Linked DNA regions of Mus musculus: regions 1, 3, 4, 5, 6 and 7 are each linked to region 2. Evidence: chromatin contacts called from public ChIA-PET, HiChIP or PLAC-seq and promoter capture Hi-C data. All regions are on one chromosome and are shown on one strand. The core of a region is the stretch at or near the end of the contact, and the rest is flanking DNA. Distances in the headings are between cores, read along the strand shown.

Region 1 (2,700 bases), core at 94-2,593, 980 kb before region 2:
GCTCATGCCAGAGGTCAGCGCTTCTGTTTAGGTACAGGCCTGAACAGCCTGGACTGCTCTTGGATGGGTGGATGGATGGATGGGGGGTCCCCAAAGGCCAAGTCAGGTTCCCCTGCTCTATGCTGTGTGTTCCCTGGCAGCTCACCTCCCTTAAGTACCAATTTCTTTAACTGTGAAATGGGCCAAAACTCTTATTTTTGAACTAATCTGGAAAGGAAATGAAGGCACCATTAAGGAGCTTCAGGAAGCTATTAATAAACTAGAGGGCTGGGTTCAAAAGCCTGGGGATAACCGACATGGTAAAGAACCCCACTGGAAACCAGGTTCCGAGGTTATGTAACTCACAGGGTTAACCAAACAGGGCCAGAACTGGAACTGAGGTCAAGCTCCACTACCTTCCAGTCTCCCCACTGGCCTAAGGTCAAGCTCCACTACCCCCTAGTTTCCCCACTACCCTGATTCTGGATGCGCGGATCCAGCTCTCCACCGGCATCATCCTTCCAGACCGCTTCGACAAACCCTCCTGCAAAGTGGGTGGGGCCAATGACAAAAGCCCAAGAGGCCGGTTCCAAATCTGTATCCCACCTGCAATTCCCTGAGCTACAGTGAGCCTAAGGTGGCTCGTGTGTCAAACTGGTCCTCGGCCACTATCCGACAGGCGGCAGCTGCAGGAATTCCGAAAAGCGCGTCAGGTCCCAGCACACATCCCCGCGCCCAGTCCCGTGCTCACCGGGGGTCCGGCTTCCGTCGCTGAGCGGGTGCCAAGGGTCGCGATCGGTGGCCACGAGCAGGCAGTCGGGGTCGCGCAGGTGCGCGCACGCCTCGGTCAACCTGGAGAAGGAAAACTGCTCGTCGTAGCCTACGAGCACGGCGCGCACGCGCGGGTCCTCGCCGGGGTCCCCCGCCAGGCGCAGCCCCGCGGCGCGCAGCTCAGCGCGCAGCCCCTCGCCTCCCAGCACGAACACTGCGCCCGATGCGTCGGGCGGCCCGGACAGCCGCTGGCGCAGGAGGCGCGCGGCACACAGCGCGGAGCTGAAGAGCTGCTCGGCGCGCAGCCCCGCGAAGCCCAGGCGGGCGAAGCGCAGCGCCAGCTCGGGCCGCGCGCGCCGGCTGTTGTTGCTCACGAACAGCGTGTTCTTGCCGGCCCGCGCCAGCCGCTGCAGCAGCTCAGGGGCGCCCGGCACGATGCGTTCGCCGTTCCACAGCACTCCGTCGCAGTCGAACAGGACTCCCTGCGCCTGGCCCAGCACGTCGCGCAGGGCCGCGCCGCGCAGCCGCTCGCAGCGCGCCATGCAGCCGGCTGGCCGCTCGCACGCGCGCGCTGCGCTCCCTCCGTGGACAAGGGGCAGCTTCACCAATTGGCGCGCAGAACGGGGAGGAGGCGGGGCTACGAACACAGGCTTCAGCCAATAGCGACTAGAATTTAGTCGAAGGTGCTGGCCGATCCCGAAGGAGCTCGGAGAAAGGGGCGGGACCGCGGGCGCCACTAGAAGGAGGCGACCAATGAAGAGACAGCCTGGTCTGCAGCGAATCGCCGTGCGCTTCCCAGCCAATTAAAAACGTAGGCCAGATGGTTGCTAGGAGAAAAACAGAGGCTGAGAGAGATGTTGTCTTCGGGCCACATCTTGTTGCCCTCGGAACCATTGAGGCTCATTAGAAACATGTGGATGTGATGGAGCCAGGGCTCCATCACCCGTGACTTCGCAAGCTGGCCTGGGCTCTTAGACCTGGTCAGTGATCCTTCTGGTCATCTGACTGTGCTGTGGAGTCTCCTGGGGAACTTGTTTTTTTTTTTTGTTGTTGTTGTTGTATAATTTCCGTTTAGTAAGATGTATACTTTATAGTTCGATGGCTTTAGATAAATGATTTTTAAAACACAGGTACAGGTCAGTGGAATGGTTCAGCAGATGATGGCAGTTTGCTGTCAAGGCTGAGGACCCGAGTTCCTTCTTCAGAAACCTCACGGTGGAGAGAACATACTCCTTCCAGTTGTTTTCTGACCTCCACACACACATCCACACAGATGAATGTTAAAACGTTCTAGCCGGGCGATGCGAACACATACATTTAATCCCAGCACTCAGAATCAGAGGTAGGAAGAGCTCTGATTTCCAAGCCAGCCTAGTCTACAGAGCAAGTACTAGGACCAAGGGTATTCAGAGAACCCTGTCTCAAAAAACAAAAAAACAAAACAAAAAAAAAACCCAATAAATAAATAAATAGATAATCAAACACATGGCTGTAAGACAGGAACCCAGAGATCTGATTTCATGTTTTATGTGTGTGGGGGCACTAGGCACTATTTTGATGGCCAGGCCCAATTGGTAACCCATTTTATTGATGGGGTGATCCCAACTGCCTAGGTCTCCATTTTGTAGACGGAAACCTTTTAATCTGTCAAGCCTTTGAATAACCAGTAATTCAAAGTATGGGGACCAGGGATGAACAGGGATCTGTACTGTCACAATATTTTGGTTCTAAGCAGAACTGTAGCTGTCTAACCCAGAGCAACTGAAGGGAAGAGACCGAAGAAAAACCGTGCCTTTGAGGCCCAACTATTTTCTGTTCTTTGTGCCTTTTGTAATGGGTTTCTTAGCCTAGAAGACCATAGACAGCATGCCCCTGCCTCCACTCGGTTACTAAATTGGGCTTCCAGATGCACTGACCCACTTCTGCCAGCCCACTCCCAAAAGACCCTCA
Region 2 (2,700 bases), core at 131-2,630:
AAAACAATGAACAGAGACTGGTGGCTGTCAGTTGCAAAGACGAGGGCTGACCTCCACTGGAGCAGACAGAAAAGGGACCCAGAGACAGTGCAGAATCTAGTACCTAGTAGCACTTTTCTCAGAGAGCTCTGGGAGAGCCTTCCAGGCACAACTGCAGATGTAGAACACAAAGACGCCTCAGCAAACCACTAATTATTGAGAGAGTGGGTTAAAATAGGGTGGTAGATGGAGTCCATCTGCTGGGACACATCACATAACCCCTCTGACAGAAACCACTTGCTGAGGTGCGCAAAGATTCTCAACTTAGTGTCTATTGAACAGCCTCTCTGTGCTGGGCATTGTACCAGGTTGGCGCTAAGTATATGCAGATGAGACAACCACAAGTCCCTACTCTCAGAAAGAGACGTTGTCCATGTGTTCTGGAGGATTATAAAGCAGGCGCTAGTGAGAAGAAAGCAGTACTATTCAGAGAAGATAAGGTGAGCAGGTGTTCTAAGTACCCAGAGACAAAGTTCAAAGTGAGCAAAGGTATGGAAGGGAAGGTGGACAGCAACGTGTTCCCCGATCGTAAGGGGCTGGAATACTGGTTACAATATGCATAAATGAGGGACTTACACCTCAGTCACTCATGCCAGTGGGAATGGAGAGAAAGCCCTACACTTTACCTTGGATAGTGCTTCCTTGACAGTTCCAAAAAGTAAGACATGACAGTACAAAAGGTAAGGGCTTTAGAAGTACCGCCAGCCCTTAGGGGCAGAGGGACTTGCTCAATCATAAGAAGTTAGGTTGGGCAGAAAAGAATCAAAAACGGCAGAATAACCCCTTAATGCGACATGTGTACACACACACACACCACACACACGACCGGATCTCACGTAGTTCCTAAGTATCGAGGATGACTTTGAACTCCTGAGCCCTCCGGGGTCCTGGGATTAGGTGTGTGCCATCACACCCAGTTTACTTGGTATTGAGAAGCCAGGCTTTGGGTGTGCTAGACAGGAATCCAATTGAGCCATAACCCCAGCCCGGGAATCTCTTCCTTTTAACACTAAGCTTCTGTCGAGAACAGAGCTTCCTCGGCATTAAAGTGAACACAGCCTTCCAGCCCTTTCCAGAGCTCAGATCCAAGGGTGGGCAATGCCAAGAGGCGCAACACAGCAGGAGCTTGTTCCAAAGCCACTCCTTCCTTCCCGCCCTCTCACCCATCTCCTCCCTCACTGGTCCCACACATTTTCCGGTCCCTCCTCCACGATCCCATTCCTTCCGGTCGCGCCCCTTCAGCCCTACATTTTTCCGTCCTCCTCATTGGTGAAAAAAACCGAGCCGCCCCCAAGTTGCAGAGAAACGTCGTCCGCATAGTCTTTCCCGGAAATGACGCTAGACCTGCCCCTGAGGAAGTGACAACAGGAGTGCCCTTGACGGGCAGGCCGGCTGGGCTCTGCATCCCTCTGCTCGCACTGCCGGGAGGTAGGAGCCCTTGCGGGGTGGGCTGAGCCGGGCTGGCGGCGCGCTTCTCTGCAGGAAGGCGATCGGCAGGGGGATGCCCCTAGAGGGAGGAGGTGGCCTTGGCAGCTGCACGTCCTGTGCTCCCAGTCTCCCTGTCCCCCACCCTCCCCAACACGTGTCCATTCTTTGGGCTTCCCTCCGTACACATGCCACCCGCTTCACTTTGGTACCCCATGGCCGGTTCCTACGCCTCTCAGTTCCTCCTTCCGTAGTTGGGAGTCTTCTTCGCTCATTCTTCGACAGCTTCCCTTTCCTTAATTTCCCATAAAAACACTTTTTTAAAAGAATGACTGATAAAAATTTTACAGACGGCCTTGGGTTCCAATTAGCTGTACTTTAAAAACTGGCCTACGTTGGGCATGGCACTTAACCTACCTGTTGCCCTGAGTATGGACGGTATTATAAGGTTTCTTCAGAGTTGATCAGAGAGAGCCAGTGATGTGTGTGTGTGTGGGGGGGGGGGGCATTGGGCTATACACAGTGATGTAAGGCACTTGAGCCTTGTCCCTCCCTCCATTGACCTTTTATAATTCCACCTCAGCCTTGATTTCTTTTTGGCTGTCAACCCAGTTTTTCTGCCCTTCTAACTTAACGTCTATTCAGTGATGCTGACTCCTTACTCACCTCTAGATATTTTTTTTTTGTTGTCGTGGGGAGGTTTTAGAGACCAGGTTTTATTGTCTAGCCCAAACTGACCTTGCCTTATATCACCTGCCTCGCCTCCCAGGAGGAGGATTGACAGGTGGGCCCCACCACACCTGGCCTTTGAAAATCATATATTACAGTATTTCCATGCATCTTGCTTCCAATTCTGTATGTTCCCAACACCTCATTATTCCAGAATTCTTTGTTTTCCTAGTGTGTTGACTTCCTATTGCATGGCCCCAGCTCTTCCTGCCTCTTGCTCCCACAGATGGCTCAGCGGCTCCTCCTGGGGAGGTTCCTGACCTCAGTCATCTCCAGGAAGCCTCCTCAGGGTGTGTGGGCTTCCCTCACCTCTAAGACCCTGCAGACCCCTCAGTACAATGCTGGTGGTCTAACAGTAATGCCCAGCCCAGCCCGGACAGTACACACCACCAGAGTCTGTTTGACGACCTTTAACGTCCAGGATGGACCTGACTTTCAAGACAGAGTTGTCAACAGTGAGACACCAGTTGTTGTGGACTTTCATGCACAGTGAGTACTGGGGACAGT
Region 3 (2,700 bases), core at 117-2,616, 930 kb before region 2:
AGTCAGTGCTCTTAACCACTGAGCCATCTCTCCAGCCTGGGAGTAGCGTTTTTTAATGGGGCAGACTAAGATGAAGTAGTGCTCAGAGGTAGGACATGGCTTCTATAAACTAAGCCTTGGAGAGCTGGAGTGTTTCACAGCCAGCGACATCTGATTCTGAAGTGCAGATCTGTGAGCCTCAGTGTTCCCAAATGAAGTAGGATAAACAACTGTAGAGACCTGTCTGTGGTACAAACCCACTGGAAGGACGGGCAGCACAGGTTCCCTCCCAGCAGAGGAACTACGTCAGGTTTCTTCCTCTTGACAGTATCTAATTGTGTATATGGACCCCAACTACCACAAAATTCATAGGCATAAAGGGCGAAGGACAGAAACCCCCAGTGTCCCGAACCCTTGGGTTCCCTCCTGCACGTTTGGTCTGTGTCCCAGCAGAACCAAGCTCTTTTGTGCATGGTGCCAGGGATGGAAGCCACAGGGCATGCATCCTGAGGATACAGCACACCACTGAACCACCCAGCCCTCGCAGAATAGTTGACTTTTGGCATCTTCTTCCGCCCGTTTTTAAGCACTTCAGTTATACTTATTTGTGTGTGCACATGTGCCATGGTCCATGTGTGGAGGTCAGAGGGGACACCTTGCAAGAGTTGGTTCTTTCCTTCCATCATGTGAGCTCCGGGAAGCAAACCCCGGTGGTTAGGCTTGGCAGCAGGCACCTTTATCCGTCGAGCCATCTCACTGGCCCTAGATGTGAATCTACCACTTTTGAAGCAAAATGTGTGCAGCCAGATATAGTGTTTCCTGCCTGTAATCCCAGCACTTGGGGCAGAAGTGTGAGAATAGAGAGTCCAAGGCTAACCTGGGCTAAATGGTCAGACTCTGTTTCACAAGAAGAAAAAAAAAGAAACAAATTATATGTATAATCAGAAAAAGCATGGATGAGAGAAGGGAGAAAAAAGTCTTTGAATGACTCACAGACACACTGAAAATTAGAAGCTTGGACATCTTTTAACAGAGCCAGCCTGTCTTTTTGTGGTTGTAGGAGCTGGGCTCAGCAAAGAGGTTGGATGGCCTGCCAAGATCGGGGTGTTTGTGGTTTGTGTGGGGGTGGCACTAGGGCATCCTCCCTTGGGCTTTGTGGAGTACTGACCACGGAGGCTGGTAGGAATTGCCAGAAGCGGGGCCAGAGGGATGCTCACGATCGAGTCAGAGTGAGTGAGGAGCCATCTTCCTGTTTGTTGAGTGAGTGCCTGCATATACAGACCGGGTGATATTAGGAGATAAAGGTCCAAAGTCCTTATTTATGGCCTCGGGGTGGTTAATGTGTAATACTCTGGGATTATAAGCCTGACCAAGAGGGGATACCTTGAGCACAAACCTCTAGGAGCAACTGGGAGAGCTGTGGCCAGGAGCTGTCACCATGTCGGTGAGGATGCTGGCCCTCTGCACCCACTTCCTTCTGCTCATGTGTCTTTGCTAGAGTGTGTGGGTTGGGGGGTTCTGGGGTCCATTGTTTGTTTATTTATTTGTTTGTTTGTTTGTTTTTTCAAGACAAGGTTTCTCTGTGTAGCCCTGGCTGTCCTGGAACTCATTTTTTAGACCAGGCTGGCCTTGAACTCAGAAATCCACCTGCCTCTGCCTCCCAAGTGCCACCACCACCCGGCTTCTGGGGTCCATTATTGCCACCCTTCTCTTTGTGTCAGTTTCTCCCGGAGAACCAAAAAGAAAGCTGGGTTGCCAAGCTGGTGACACATGCCTTTAATCCCAGCACTAGGGAGACAGAGGCAGGAGGATCTCTGAGTTCAAGACCAGCCTGGTCTATAGAGAGTGAGCTCCAGGATAGCCAGAGCTATGTAGAGAGACCCTGTCTCTAAAACTAAAAGAAGAAAACTGGTGGATAATCTCTCAAACCCTTAGCATTGAAGCTGTCTGTCTCTCTGTCACCACCAAGTTCAGGGCCAGAACTTTCCTTTCCCTCTTTGAGGACAGCAACAGTCGTATTAATTATTACTGCCGACCTCTACTGAGTCTCATAAAGATGAGAGTTGTAGGGCAGGGGCTGGGGGAAGGGCCCAGACCAACGATATAGCATGTGCGGTGATTTAGCCAGTGCAAGGCCCTGGGTTGGAACTCCAGCACCAGAAAATATCACGCTTCCAGAGGAACTGCATGGAACAAGCTGAGTGGGTAAAGTGCTTGTCCACCATGCATATAGCCCAGGGTTTGATCTCCAGCACTGCATAAACTGGATGTGACGGCGCAACTGGCAAGCCCAGGATTCAAAGGCCAGAGGCAGGGGGATTTCTGAGTTTGAGGCCAGCCTGGTGTATATAATGAGTTCCAGCTACATACTGAGATCCTGTTGAGAGAGAGAGAGAGAGAGAGAGAGAGAGAGAGAGAGAGAGAGAGAGAGAGAATGGAAGAAAAGGAAGGAAGGAAGGAAGGAAGGAAGGAAAGAGAGAGAGAGAGAGAAAGAAAGAAAAAAGAGAGAAAGAGAAAAGGAAGAAGGGAGGGAGAGAAGTATGGAGGGAGGGAAACTGAGGCTCAAGATGAAACCATAGGTGGCTAATATCTACATATTGCAAGAGTATTGGCACACTCTCGAGAGCCTGTGTTCCGATCTGGCTCCTGTGAAGTTTCTGGTGTGACTTTGGACAAGTTGATGTCCCTCTCTCGGGCAGCTGGTTCTCCCTGATGTGTATG
Region 4 (2,700 bases), core at 27-2,526, 840 kb before region 2:
TTACAAAAATGTTCACTGTGTGTGTGTGTGTGTGTGTGTGTGTGTGTGTGCGCGCGCGCATGCAATAGCAAGAGTGCACTGTGTATATAAGGTTCAGGAGCCGTTCTCCCTTTTTGTCATGTGGGTCCTGGGAATCAAACTCAGGCAGTCAGCGTGTCAGCAAGCTGCCTTTTCTGCTGAGCCCTCTCACCTCTCACCTGCCCCGAGATCCCTTTAAGGAATTTGCTATGGTGATGCACACCTGTCAGATGTGCATGCACACAACTTGCTGTGGCAACACACACAAGGCCAGGGAACAACTTGCTGGAGGGGGCATGTCCCTGGGAATTGAACTCAGGTCCATCCACAGGCTTGGTGGCAAGCACCTTCACCTGCTGAGCCATCTTGGAGTCCCTCACCATCATTTCGTAAATGATAGAGGTATCTTGTCGACAGCCATACAGCCAGGTTGTGGCCCTAGCTGGGATCTGAACCCAGCCCCAAGCCTAGGCTTTTCCTTGGTGGCACTGTTCTGAGGAGGTGAGCTGTGAAGGGGACAGGCTGAGGCTGACACCTCATTGTCCTAGTGCTCCAGGAGCCTTTAGCAGGCTTAGATCCATTCACAGCCACCAAGCACTTTCCTGTGCTTAATTAACATAATTAACAAGTATTGATCAAGTGCCCAGTATGTACCAGGTACCGTACTGGGTTCTGGATAGTCAACAAAAGAGAATACCCCCTGCCTCAGTAGTATCATAAGTAAGACAATAAATATGTAAAATACACCATACAGCAAGAAGTTAGAAGGGTCTAGGCTTGGGGGCTGGGAAGGAGGGCTGTTTAAAATGGGCAGGAAAAGCCTCATGGCAGAAATAATGTCTGTGTAAAGATTCAAAGAAAGCAAGAATCTAGGCAGCATGCTATGGTGGGCATGGCCCTGTGATAGATGTAGGCCTGATGCATGGTGGATGATGGGAAGGGCCAGCAGGAGGGAGAATGAGCCAGGACCTGAGGCTGGCTGGACAGGATCCTGGCTATTCTAGGAGCCAGAGAAAGGACTGTGAGGCATAGGAAGGCTGGAGTGGCTTCTTCCCACCTCGTGGAGGGTTTGGTGTGGCTGCAGCAGCTGGCAGGGCCCTGTGCCTCTTCCAGTGGGTGGCTCCCAGCAGCTGCCTCTGGGGCTTCCCAGGCCTAGCCCCGCCCCTCGGGCTGAGGCAGGGGCGGGGCCAGGAGCTAAGTGGCCCGGAGGGAGGGCTGAGGAGCAGGTGGCGGGCTGGTGGCCTCTGCCGGCTGGCAGGACGGTGGTGGCTCAGTCTCTGGGTCCAGAGACCCAGCTTCCTCCTTTCCCGTTGGTGTGTGCCCCCGATGCCTGCCAGACTTTTGCCTGTACCAGGGCCCCCTCCTGACCAGCCTCCCACCCCAGACTGATTGGGGAGTCGGGGGCTGAACTGTCTGGGGGCCTGCTACCAATGCACTGCCGACTTTTTCGGGGCATGGCGGGAGCCCTCTTTACCCTCCTGTGCGTGGGGCTCCTGTCTCTACGATACCACTCAAGTTTGTCCCAGAGGATGATACAGGGCGCGCTCAGGCTGAACCAACGGAACCCAGGACCCCTGGAGCTGCAGCTAGGCGACATCTTCATCGCAGTCAAGACTACCTGGGCCTTCCATCGCTCCCGCCTGGACCTGCTACTAGACACGTGGGTCTCCAGGATCAGGCAACAGGTGACAGGCGGGGGCTGCCTTGAAGTCTGAGAGAGCACTCCTGGCTGGGGGGCTCCCAGGGGTCTTCCTGGTGGTCTGGGGAAAAGCTGACCACCAGGGAGTGGTTCCTTCTGGGGTCTCTCCACTTCTTCCGTGCCCACCCCCATCCCCACTGCCACACTCCAGGGCCTCCTTAGACTCACAGGTCTATCTCTGTTGGGTTCCATGTGGCACCTCTGTCCTAGGCTCCTCTTGGGTCCCCCTCATCTCCTAGATTCTTGACCCTAACTTGCCTGAAGATTCTGGTGGGTGTTAAGGTGAAAACCCACCAGGACCGAGTAGCTGCGCACCTCAGCTCTGGGCATGGATGGGGCTGTGTGAGGCAGGGGTGTGATGTGGATGCTGGAGAGACATGGAGGTGGGGCCTGCTTGAGGGAGGCTTCCTCTCAGTTCCTGCCCTGCTGTGCTGCCCAGGGTGTGAGGGCCCTGTCTAGCTTCTCCGTTTCCTGTGCTGTGGTTGGGATGGGAGGCAGTGGGTGAGGTCGTGTGGGCTGGAGGTCAAGGTGAGGGGAGATCTGCCAAGGCATATGGAATGTGTGTGTGTGTGTGTGTGTGTATACCTGTGCTCATACACAGGGCTAGGCATGCTAAATACAGTAATAAGAAGGCATGAGAGTAATGAGTGTGTTTCCTGAAAGCAGAGTCTCTCTCCCCATACTCAAGACCCCATCAAGCAAAGCCAGGGATGGGTGTGGGTATGGGGGGCATTGGGGACCACGTCAGGGGAGGTAGCAGAACTCATGCACTTGTGCACACACACACTATGTCCCCATGGTGGCTGCTGGCTCTGTGAGCGGAAGTGACTGAGCCTTTGGTGGGGAGGCCAAGGAGAGGAGGTAGTTTAGTGAGGGAGAGGTGGGGGTACCTGAAAAGGATGCCCTCCCCCTCCCCGTTTCCTGGCATAATGTCCGGTACAGGCATGAGTTCTTCCCTGGTAGAGCTCCCTGTAGCCCCCAAC
Region 5 (2,700 bases), core at 11-2,510, 640 kb before region 2:
ACCGAACTTCTCCAAATAAATATGAGGGGAAAAAATACTCCAGTAGAGAAATGGACAAATACACAAATAGTAACTTGTGTAATAGGAAACCCAAAAGTCCAATAAACAACTAAAAACACAAATGCCCAACAAAACACCTGCAAACACAAACACCCAACCAAACACTTATAAACACAAATGCCCAACACAAGGCGAGTGTAGTTGATATCATCAAAACGGCAAGAAGCCTACGACAGTTTGTAGGTAGGATTTTCGGTTTGGAGTGGTTTCCCAGCTAGGATCTTGCTGTATCGCTCGATGGCTCTGGCTGCCTTGGAACTCTCACTCTGAATCCTGGACTCAAGCTCCCAGCAATCCCTTTGTCTCAGCTTCCTGAAAGCTTAGATTGCACCATGCTGTGAGAAGGTTTGGACTTGCCAAACTTCTACCAGCTTGCTCTACTGCATCTGTCCCTGACTCTTCCTCCTCCTCCTCCTCCTCCTCCTCCTCCTCCTCCTCCTCCTCCTCCTCCTCCTCCTCCTCCTCTCACTCCTCCTCCTCCTCCTCCTCCTCTCACTACTCCTCTTCTTCCTTCTCTTCCAACTCCTTCCCTTTTCCCTATCCTCCCTCCTCTCCTTCCTCCTCCTCCCCCTTTTCCTCCACTTCCTCCCCTCCCAATTTCCCCCCTTCCTCCCCTTCCTCCTTTTCTCCCCTCTCCTCTACCTCTTCCCTTCTCTCTTTCCCTCCCCCTCCTTTGCCTTCTCTCTACACACTGGCCCTTGCTTAGGCAGCACCCCCCCCCCCCGGGCCAACTTTGTTTGACATCACACGTCATAGCCACCAGTTTTCCCTGCTGGTGACTCTGAGGTCACTCTGTAGCTCTCCCTTGGCCCATGTCTCCTGCCTTGCTCACAGCACCTGTGGTGTGGTTTGCCTTCTCTACAGAGCAGGAACTCCAGGACAACCTGGCTTCCTGCATTTTAGAGTCACCAGCTCCCAACACAATGCCTGATACACAGTAGGCACTCAAGTGTTTGCCCATGGGAGTCAGGCCAACTGACTTCTTGGAGGATGCAGATTCTTCGAGAGCAACTTTGTCCCTGCCCTGGCTTAGGAAGTGAATCTTCAATTCTCTAGGGTGCCTGGGTTCCCTTTGGAGCCTAAGTCAAGTGCCCTTGGTGGCCTGGGCCCAACCTAGCACCTGTGGGGCCCCAGGTCCTCTTCCAGACCGCATGCTCCACCCCCTCAAGGCTGTGGGGCAGCAGCTTGGGTAAGTTCCTCTTCCGTTTCCTCCCGCCTCTTGAGCTGGGGTGCTGCTCCTCACTGCCGGGTACCTCCTAGCCACTCCATACCACTGGTGTCCACAGCAACGCTCCTGGCCCCCAACTGTCATCCCTGGCTGCTGGGCCTCAGATGCAATGCAGGCCATCAAGTGTGTGGTGGTGGGTGATGGGTAAGTACCTGGCTGAGTTGTCTCCCACCCCTACCAGGATGCCTCTGAGATCCTCCCTGGTACACCCACAGATTCAGGGCTCCCAGGAGGTTCTGGGGAAAGTCGCTTCCTTTCCTTGTAAGGGCTTACAAGGAACATTTGGGGTGGGTCTGGACTGCTCCCTGTCCTTCAGCCTACCCCACTCCGGAAGCTACTTGGGTGGAGGGCCTGGACTGTGGGTGGGGTGCTGCTATTTGCCTGTACCCTGAGAGCTGGGACAGGGCTCCTACCGGGCCAGCATCAGTTCAGGGTACAGGTACGAGGAGGGAAATCAGCAGCTTGCCCTTCGGACCTTTGTTTCCCAGGCTGGCCCAGGCTCTAGTTGCTGTCTTGCTGGGCCTAGGGGACTTCTGGCAATCTCCAAGCTTTCTGACTCTCAGTCCAGCCTCTGCTCTTAAGGACTCCAGAGGGCAGGCTGGCTGCAGCCCTGCTAAAGTCTGATAGTCATTGTCAGATCTTGGGACCACAGGCTCTCATAACCCAAGGCCTGAGTTTCTTCATGTGTCTCCCATATATTCCGACACATTAGGGTGCAGTCCTCAAGTCTATCTTGGGTCCCGCTAGATCCATCCTCACATGTACTAGACAGCCATCTTCAGTTCGAAACGGGGAGGGGCTGAGGCCTGGAGACCTTTCCTGGCTTAGGTCCCAAGGTCACACACACTTTGGCTCTGCTGGTGGCATAGGCTATCTACCTCCTCAGCTGACTAGGTCCGACTTGGTCGCTGCTGCAGCCGCCACCGCGCTAGGGTGTCAGCCGTTATCTGTGGCAGCTGCTCTGCTCACTTCTGCTTTGTGTCTGATCTGGGGGAGGAGGGGGCGGACACGGAGGGCCGGAAGTCAATGATTCTATGCATTCAAAGTTACCTGGGTGGCAGGCTGGGGCTTGAGGGCAGAGGTTTAGGGGGCAGGGACAGCAGAGCAACCTCCTCGAGTGGGAAGTGACTTAACGGAATTGTACTGGGGAAGGCCCGGAGCTGTCCCTCTGGCCTCTCAGCTTCCTGCTGAATGACCTGGGTGACCTCCCAGCTTGGCAGGGAGATAGCTTAAATGGTGGTCATCTCCATTTATCCCATTTCTCTTTTGTATGTGGTCACCGGGCTGTGGCTCTCTGTATGATCTGTCTTCCACCAACCCTACTTACCATCACAGAGTTCGTTTTACAGGTGGGAAAGACCAAAACTCCGAAAAGTTACATAACCTGCCTTGGAGGCAGAGGATTTGAACCC
Region 6 (2,700 bases), core at 93-2,592, 980 kb after region 2:
CCGGGGCAAGGGGGTTTTTTCACTGCGCAGCGTTCGGATTGCCCCAACAGCCTGCTCTTCTGCAGATGAAAGAAAGAGAAAGAGAAAGAGAAAGAGAAAGAGAAAGAGAAAGAGAAAGAGAAAGAGAAAGAGAAAGAGAGAAAGAAGAAAGAAGAAAGAAGAAAGAAAAAGAAAAAGAAAAAGAGCTAGTGACTTCAAACACACTCATATCATCCTACTACAAACAATTCCCATCCAGCTGGGGTGACGCACGCCTTTAATCCCAGCACTGGGGAGGCAGAGGCAGGCGGATCTCTGAATTCCAGGCCAGCCTGGTCTACACAACTAAGTTTCAGTACACCTAAACAAAGCAAACCAACCAAAAGCAACAACCCCACCCCTTGGCAATACCATCAGACCACAGAACTGTCACCGTTTACATTTCCCTAACTGTAGAGAAGGGTCCCTCACTCTGCTTCGGGGTAGGTCTCTGCGTCTTGAGACCCAGCTCCAGCTGTTCCACACACCAGGCCAGCTCCCGCGCCAGCTGTTCCGCCTGGGACAGAAAGGAGGACATGGTTGTGATGGGTAACAGGGTCCCGCAGACCCCACTCCCATACCTTCAGCGCCTTAATTCCGCACAGCTCGCCCACAGAGGCAGGCGGATTAGCGCCCAGAAAGCTCGCAGGGAGTACCATCCTTGCCTGGGCCTCAGCGCTAGGAGGAGCTTCGTCCGGGGCAGGTTTCTCCGAGGGCTTTTCGCTTCCATTTGTCCCAGAGACCCTGTTGGGGGTTTTCTTTTTCTTTTGCTTCATCGCTACTGTGTTGCCTACGGGATGGGTTCCGGCGGCGGAGTCGCATGCAGGTTGCACTGAACTGCGGAGAGGAGGTTCCGAGGCACCGGAAGCTGAGCGAGAGGGCCGGGGTCTGCGCGGAGCGCGATGAGTTTTCCGACTTGAGGCTGCTGGTGCCTCCCGAGCAGGACGCCCTGGCTCCTGAAAAATCGTGAGACAGGACGAAATTCACAGGGTCTCCCCACCTAGGGCCTCGCCACAAACACGCCTTCTCCCACAGCTCACCGCCATTAGTCGGAGCGGCCGCCGGAAGCTGGTAAATCCTAACTACCACAGCGAACTCACTCCTCTGGAAACACGTCTACGACACAAGGTTCCGCAGAAAGCGCAGCGGAGCCAGAGCAAGCGCTCAGCGCCGGACAGAAAGCACTTGGGTGGATGGAGCGCCTCAGGCTGTGCTTGTAATTTTAGGAGACAGAGTGCACGGGGATGAACTTAAAGGCCTCGGAGAACCCAGCAGAGTGTGCCGCCAAGAAACAAGACAATTGATTCCTGGAGAGAATGGAACCGGTGGGGTCGGGGGGAACGCCCAGAGATGGGGCAAGGTGGATTATGCGGGGCGGGGCGGGGCGGGGCGGGGCGGGGCGGGGCGCAGGCGTTGACAGATGGCTCAGCTTGTCCCCGGTATACTTCAGAATCCTGAAGAACTAGGCTCTAATGGCAATGGAGTGAACTTTCCAACGAGAGTCGGGGCAAGCATGCACTTCCTTCTTCCACGACCATTAGGCTGCCACCCGAAGACCTGGCCCAGATTTAAGGTGCATCTTCCCACCTCAAACGAAAAATCAAGAAAATTTCCTTACAGGAACTCCTTACCCCTTGAGGTTTAGGATAATTACAGGTGTGGGTTGTCAAAATGACAACCAAGAATAGCAATAGCTATCATAGCGGTCTAGCCCTAGGACTACAGATACCAGTCATGGAGCTACAGGATTTGGTATTTTTCCTACAGGCTTCTAATCCTGCTTTGTTTCAGTATTTCTTCGCTATGCCTCTATTCCACACTTTTGGAATGGCGACATATATACTGTGTCCTAATAATCACAGGACATGGTAGTACTAAGAGACGCCCTAAGGGATCTCCTACACTCCAGACATAATCTTGCTTACCACCATTGTGAAGAGGTAATCCAATTTCCCCATGGTAATCTGGATCTATCACCCCTCCTAACACTGTTATTCCTTTTTTAGCCTGTTGGTTTAAGGGCATTAGAAGCCCAAAATGACCAGGGGGAAGTCTGAGCTTCCAGTTCAATGGAATGTTTGTTGTAGCTCCTGGTAGGAGCACTCCCTTCTCTGGAGCCAAAACTTCTAGGCCAGCAGAACCTAGAGTTATGGGGACAGGAAGCAAAAATTTTCCTAGAGGGTCACTAGGAGTGATAGTAAGTGCTCTGCTCAACTCCTTCATGCCTTCAAAACCAGTACCACCTGGGTGACCCTTACACATTACCAAGTCCAGCCACAGCACAATGTACAACTTTGGCTATATCTGGAACACAGCCACTGTGCTCTCAGAAAACACTTCCCAGAAGATGTCACCTCAATGATGCTGGTCTCTTCTTAATCACCGCTAATTTCTTAGCTCCAGCTAACCAGCATCAATAGTCCCAGTAATGCAAAGTTTTTGCTTTAGTAGTTCTGGTATCTTGTTAATCACAGCTGATTCTTCAGCCCCAGCTAACCAGAACTACAGAATCTTCACAATCAAAACAGCAATGGCCCTGAAAAGAGTCTTTAATTTTCCCTCTGAAATTTCACAAACCAGACCTCCATCTTCTGCAGTGTTCTCAACGTTGTCTTCCAAGCTCCTACACAACATCCGACAGAGCTCTTAACAACGGATAACTTTAAAAGTCCCACAGTCTTT
Region 7 (2,700 bases), core at 123-2,622, 870 kb before region 2:
CCTCCTTTGTAAAGGGATAGGTTTGCATTAGAATTCAGTCCTTTCTACAGAGCTGCTTCTGCAGGTGAACTGGTGATACTCCAAACAAAACCAAGTCAGCAAAAGTCTGTGGTTCTTCAAGGCTGGGAAAGGAACTAGGTTATGTAGGTAAACTAGTTTCTTTACTGCAGGGGCTGTTCAGGGGTTGTGGTCAACCTTGTTTCCTTGGGTGAGTGATGCATCTAATTCGGAAAGTATGGGTGGCTTTGGGGACCTACACATCTTTCCAGATCCTCTGTGTCCTCTTAACCCTGTTCTCGCCACCCCGAGGGCACTTTCCAGTGCCCAGAGAGCTTCTAGCATGTGACTACAGGACCTTATTGTGGGAGTATTAGTCTCCAAGGCAGAAGGGAGTTTTGACGCTGCCTTTTCAAATGTAATTGATTTTAACCACACTCCCTCCCACCCCGCAGGAACGGCCATTTAGAAATGCAAGCATCCTGGTCCCCGTGTGCCATCAACTTGACTCAGGAATGAAAGTGCAGTCAGTCTGGACACTTGCAGGGACTGACTCCCTTCTTTGGAAAGGTGCCCATGACCCCTCCCCTCTGCTGCCCACACAGGCTGTCCTGGGCTTGGTGAAAGATGTGAGCTCTTGGCAGCGTGTTCGGGAACACTGAGACTGTGGAGGGGCAATTGTCCAGGTCACCGGCAGATAAGAGGCCTAGCTGGGAACAGGATGCAAATGAATGCAAAGCTGAGACACACACAGAGAGAGACTCACAGCTGACCGGGGCTTTCAAGTGCCTAGGCACAGGGTGTTTGTGGGAGGGAGAGGCACGTGAGTAGTCTGTCTCCGGTCGAAGTCCTGCTCAACACTTGTAAGGCCATTATCCCAGAACATGGACACGTGTGAAAGTTCTGCTAGCTTCTGAGGCCCTGTCCCACACTTTGCAGATATTTCCTGAAAGACAGATATGTATTATGTGACTTTCAGCAGAGTGAATATACCTACCATGCGAGTTTAAGTGGGAATGATGGGGCTCTGTATATGAGGTCCGAGCCCAGAGCTCGCTAAGTTGGTGTGACCTGTTGACTTCAGGGCGTGTGTGGCTAGTGGAGCGGACACTTGTCGCGTTCAGGGTTCCGGGTGGCCAGCTGCACCGGGAGTCGGGCTTGTAGAGGGTGCAGGCTGGTGTTGTGCTCATGGTGGGGGACAAGGTGAGCAGCAGCGGCGGCAGTGGCCCTGGCGGTGGCGCGCGGGGTGTGGGCGCGCGCGTGGCGGCTCCGCCCCGTCGGGGGCCGGGCAGGTGTGGGAGGGCCGTGCGGACCCCGCCAGGACTGGCCCGGAGAGCCGGCGGGAAACAGGAAGCGGGGGTGGGGGGTGGGGAGGCGCGGCTGGCCCGCAGAGCGGCCGGGAGGACGACCGGAGCGCAGCGGGTCGCGGGCAATGTTGGGTGGCCCGGGAGGCCGCCGGGCTGGGGGCGGAGCCAATGACCCCGAAGGCACCGCCCCGTCGCGCCTCCGGAGCCGTCGGCCGAGCACAGAGCCGGGAGCTCAGGGCAGCTGCAGCGCCCGTGGTGAGTGCGGGGAGGACACGGGCGGGACAGCAGCGTGGGGACGTGAAAGGACGCCGACGGGACGCCCGGGAGGACGCGGGCGTGACCTCTCGGGGACCCGGGAGGGTGCAGGCAGAGCAGCTTGGGATCCCGGGAAGACGGAGCCCGACAGCGCCGGGACCCGCGGGCGACGCCCAGGTGCGGTGACCGCGGCTCCGTGCCCACCGTGCTTGTCGCCCGCAGGCTCGGAGGACGCGGCCATGCAGGGCCGGGCGGACGCGGGCGAGGCTGACGAGGAGGCTGGGGCGGGTTCGGGGTCGGAGGCCGAAGAGGACGCGCTGTGGGAGCGGATCGAGGGCGTCCGGCACCGACTGACGCGCGCCCTGAATCCGGCCAAGCTCACGCCGTATCTGCGCCAGTGCCGCGTCCTGGACGAACAGGACGAGGAGGAGGTGCTCAGCACCTACCGTTTCCCGTGCCGCGCTAACCGTACCGGTGAGCCCGCCGCCAGGGGTTTCCTCTCCCTTCCTAGGCCCGCTCCAGAGCAGACAGCTGGATGTGGTTGCCGGTGCCGATGGCGACCCCTGTGGGATCTTTACTGTGCTCTTTGACCTCTCTGGTTCTCTCTGTCCCATTTGTGTATCCCTTAAAGAATCAGTTTTTCTCAAGAGCTCAAATCCGGGCTCAGTTCTCCGAGGCTCCTCTCCCACTGGGCGTCTTTGTACCAGGACTGTCAGAGGGACTAAAAGTATCAGGGAACTTAAGTCAATGAGAGCATTTTGCCTGGGAAACGCAGGCATCCGATGCCCCCGGGCATGCGTAACGTGTGTGTGTGTGTGTGTGTGTGTGTGTGTGTGTGTGTGTGTGTGTGTGTGTGTGTGTAGGGGTTGCTGGGGACCTGCTCCAGTGCAGGTGCTCTGGGGAGGGTCTGGTGTTCCTAGCCAGGGCAGACTGAGCTTTGCTCCCTGATGTGTTGGGACAGGCCCCGGTGTGTGTCACAGCCCAAAAATCTGGGGAACGTAGGCCCTGGAGCATTGTCGGGGTGGAGAGCAGGGGCACTGGGGGAAGACCTCATCCTGACCCCTGTCACAACCTTTACCCTCAGGGCGCCTCATAGACATTTTACGCTGCCGGGGCAAGAGGGGCTTCGAGGCCTTCCTGG

The links. Promoter capture Hi-C pulls out the DNA fragments that hold promoters and counts their contacts. ChIA-PET counts read pairs in DNA pulled down with a chosen protein or histone mark. HiChIP or PLAC-seq counts read pairs in DNA pulled down with a chosen protein or histone mark.
Region 1: a promoter capture Hi-C map of liver shows a contact between it and region 2, with 5 times the contacts expected there. The contact joins the promoter of Pdxp here to the promoter of Txn2 in region 2. A contact is called at or near these places in 5 of 39 promoter capture datasets (cranial neural crest, hippocampal neurons, liver and 2 more) and 2 of 115 datasets of contacts at active chromatin or transcription factors (microglia and pancreatic cancer cells).
Region 3: a promoter capture Hi-C map of liver shows a contact between it and region 2, with 2.1 times the contacts expected there. The contact joins the promoter of Lgals2 here to the promoter of Txn2 in region 2. A contact is called at or near these places in 3 of 39 promoter capture datasets (hippocampal neurons and liver) and 1 of 115 datasets of contacts at active chromatin or transcription factors (pancreatic cancer cells).
Region 4: a contact with region 2 is called in an RNA polymerase II ChIA-PET map of memory CD8 T cells, with 15 read pairs. The contact joins the promoter of Mfng here to the promoter of Txn2 in region 2. A contact is called at or near these places in 3 of 39 promoter capture datasets (3T3-L1-derived adipocytes, the SN4741 cell line and embryonic stem cells), 1 of 484 Hi-C or Micro-C datasets (the Ba/F3 cell line) and 2 of 115 datasets of contacts at active chromatin or transcription factors (memory CD8 T cells and pancreatic cancer cells).
Region 5: a promoter capture Hi-C map of pre-B cells shows a contact between it and region 2, with 4 times the contacts expected there. The contact joins the promoter of Rac2 here to the promoter of Txn2 in region 2. A contact is called at or near these places in 8 of 39 promoter capture datasets (the 3T3-L1 cell line, the C10 cell line, the HPC-7 cell line and 5 more), 2 of 115 datasets of contacts at active chromatin or transcription factors (microglia and stem cell-derived neural progenitor cells) and 2 of 9 other capture datasets (embryonic stem cells and liver).
Region 6: a contact with region 2 is called in a promoter capture Hi-C map of stem cell-derived epiblast-like cells, with 4 times the contacts expected there. The contact joins the promoter of 1110038F14Rik here to the promoter of Txn2 in region 2. A contact is called at or near these places in 8 of 39 promoter capture datasets (the C10 cell line, embryonic stem cells, hippocampal neurons and 3 more), 2 of 115 datasets of contacts at active chromatin or transcription factors (astrocytes and bone marrow-derived macrophages) and 1 of 9 other capture datasets (macrophages).
Region 7: a contact with region 2 is called in an H3K4me3 HiChIP or PLAC-seq map of embryonic stem cells, with 6 read pairs. The contact joins the promoter of Card10 here to the promoter of Txn2 in region 2. A contact is called at or near these places in 1 of 484 Hi-C or Micro-C datasets (bone marrow-derived macrophages), 2 of 115 datasets of contacts at active chromatin or transcription factors (embryonic stem cells and pancreatic cancer cells) and 1 of 9 other capture datasets (adipose tissue).

Annotation. Positions count from the first base shown.
Region 1 is chr15:78,912,562-78,915,261 of GRCm38.p6, reverse strand. It overlaps Pdxp (pyridoxal (pyridoxine, vitamin B6) phosphatase), which reads right to left and starts at 1,343. Exons shown (of 2, transcript NM_020271.3): 1 at 731-1,343. The coding sequence starts at 1,292. The region is part of intron 5 of Gm30368 (a long non-coding RNA gene); the gene reads left to right.
Region 2 is chr15:77,927,674-77,930,373 of GRCm38.p6, reverse strand. It overlaps Txn2 (thioredoxin 2), which reads left to right and starts at 1,380. Exons shown (of 4, transcript NM_019913.5): 1 at 1,380-1,467; 2 at 2,420-2,682. The coding sequence starts at 2,420.
Region 3 is chr15:78,854,195-78,856,894 of GRCm38.p6, reverse strand. Lgals2 (lectin, galactose-binding, soluble 2) reads left to right here and starts at 1,366. Exons shown (of 4, transcript NM_025622.3): 1 at 1,366-1,423. The coding sequence starts at 1,418.
Region 4 is chr15:78,772,021-78,774,720 of GRCm38.p6, reverse strand. Mfng (MFNG O-fucosylpeptide 3-beta-N-acetylglucosaminyltransferase) reads left to right here and starts at 1,276. Exons shown (of 8, transcript NM_008595.2): 1 at 1,276-1,703. The coding sequence starts at 1,449.
Region 5 is chr15:78,571,343-78,574,042 of GRCm38.p6, reverse strand. It overlaps Rac2 (Rac family small GTPase 2), which reads left to right and starts at 1,260. Exons shown (of 7, transcript NM_009008.3): 1 at 1,260-1,432. The coding sequence starts at 1,398.
Region 6 is chr15:76,946,903-76,949,602 of GRCm38.p6, reverse strand. 1110038F14Rik (RIKEN cDNA 1110038F14 gene) reads right to left here and starts at 1,342. Exons shown (of 5, transcript NM_001347540.1): 1 at 1,059-1,342; 2 at 684-974; 3 at 451-535; 4 at 1-59. The coding sequence starts at 1,064. Gm46534 (a long non-coding RNA gene) reads left to right here and starts at 1,254. Exons shown (of 4, transcript XR_001781744.2): 1 at 1,254-1,343; 2 at 1,469-1,591.
Region 7 is chr15:78,801,714-78,804,413 of GRCm38.p6, reverse strand. Card10 (caspase recruitment domain family, member 10) reads left to right here and starts at 1,372. Exons shown (of 21, transcript NM_130859.2): 1 at 1,372-1,559; 2 at 1,782-2,033; 3 at 2,644-2,700. The coding sequence starts at 1,430.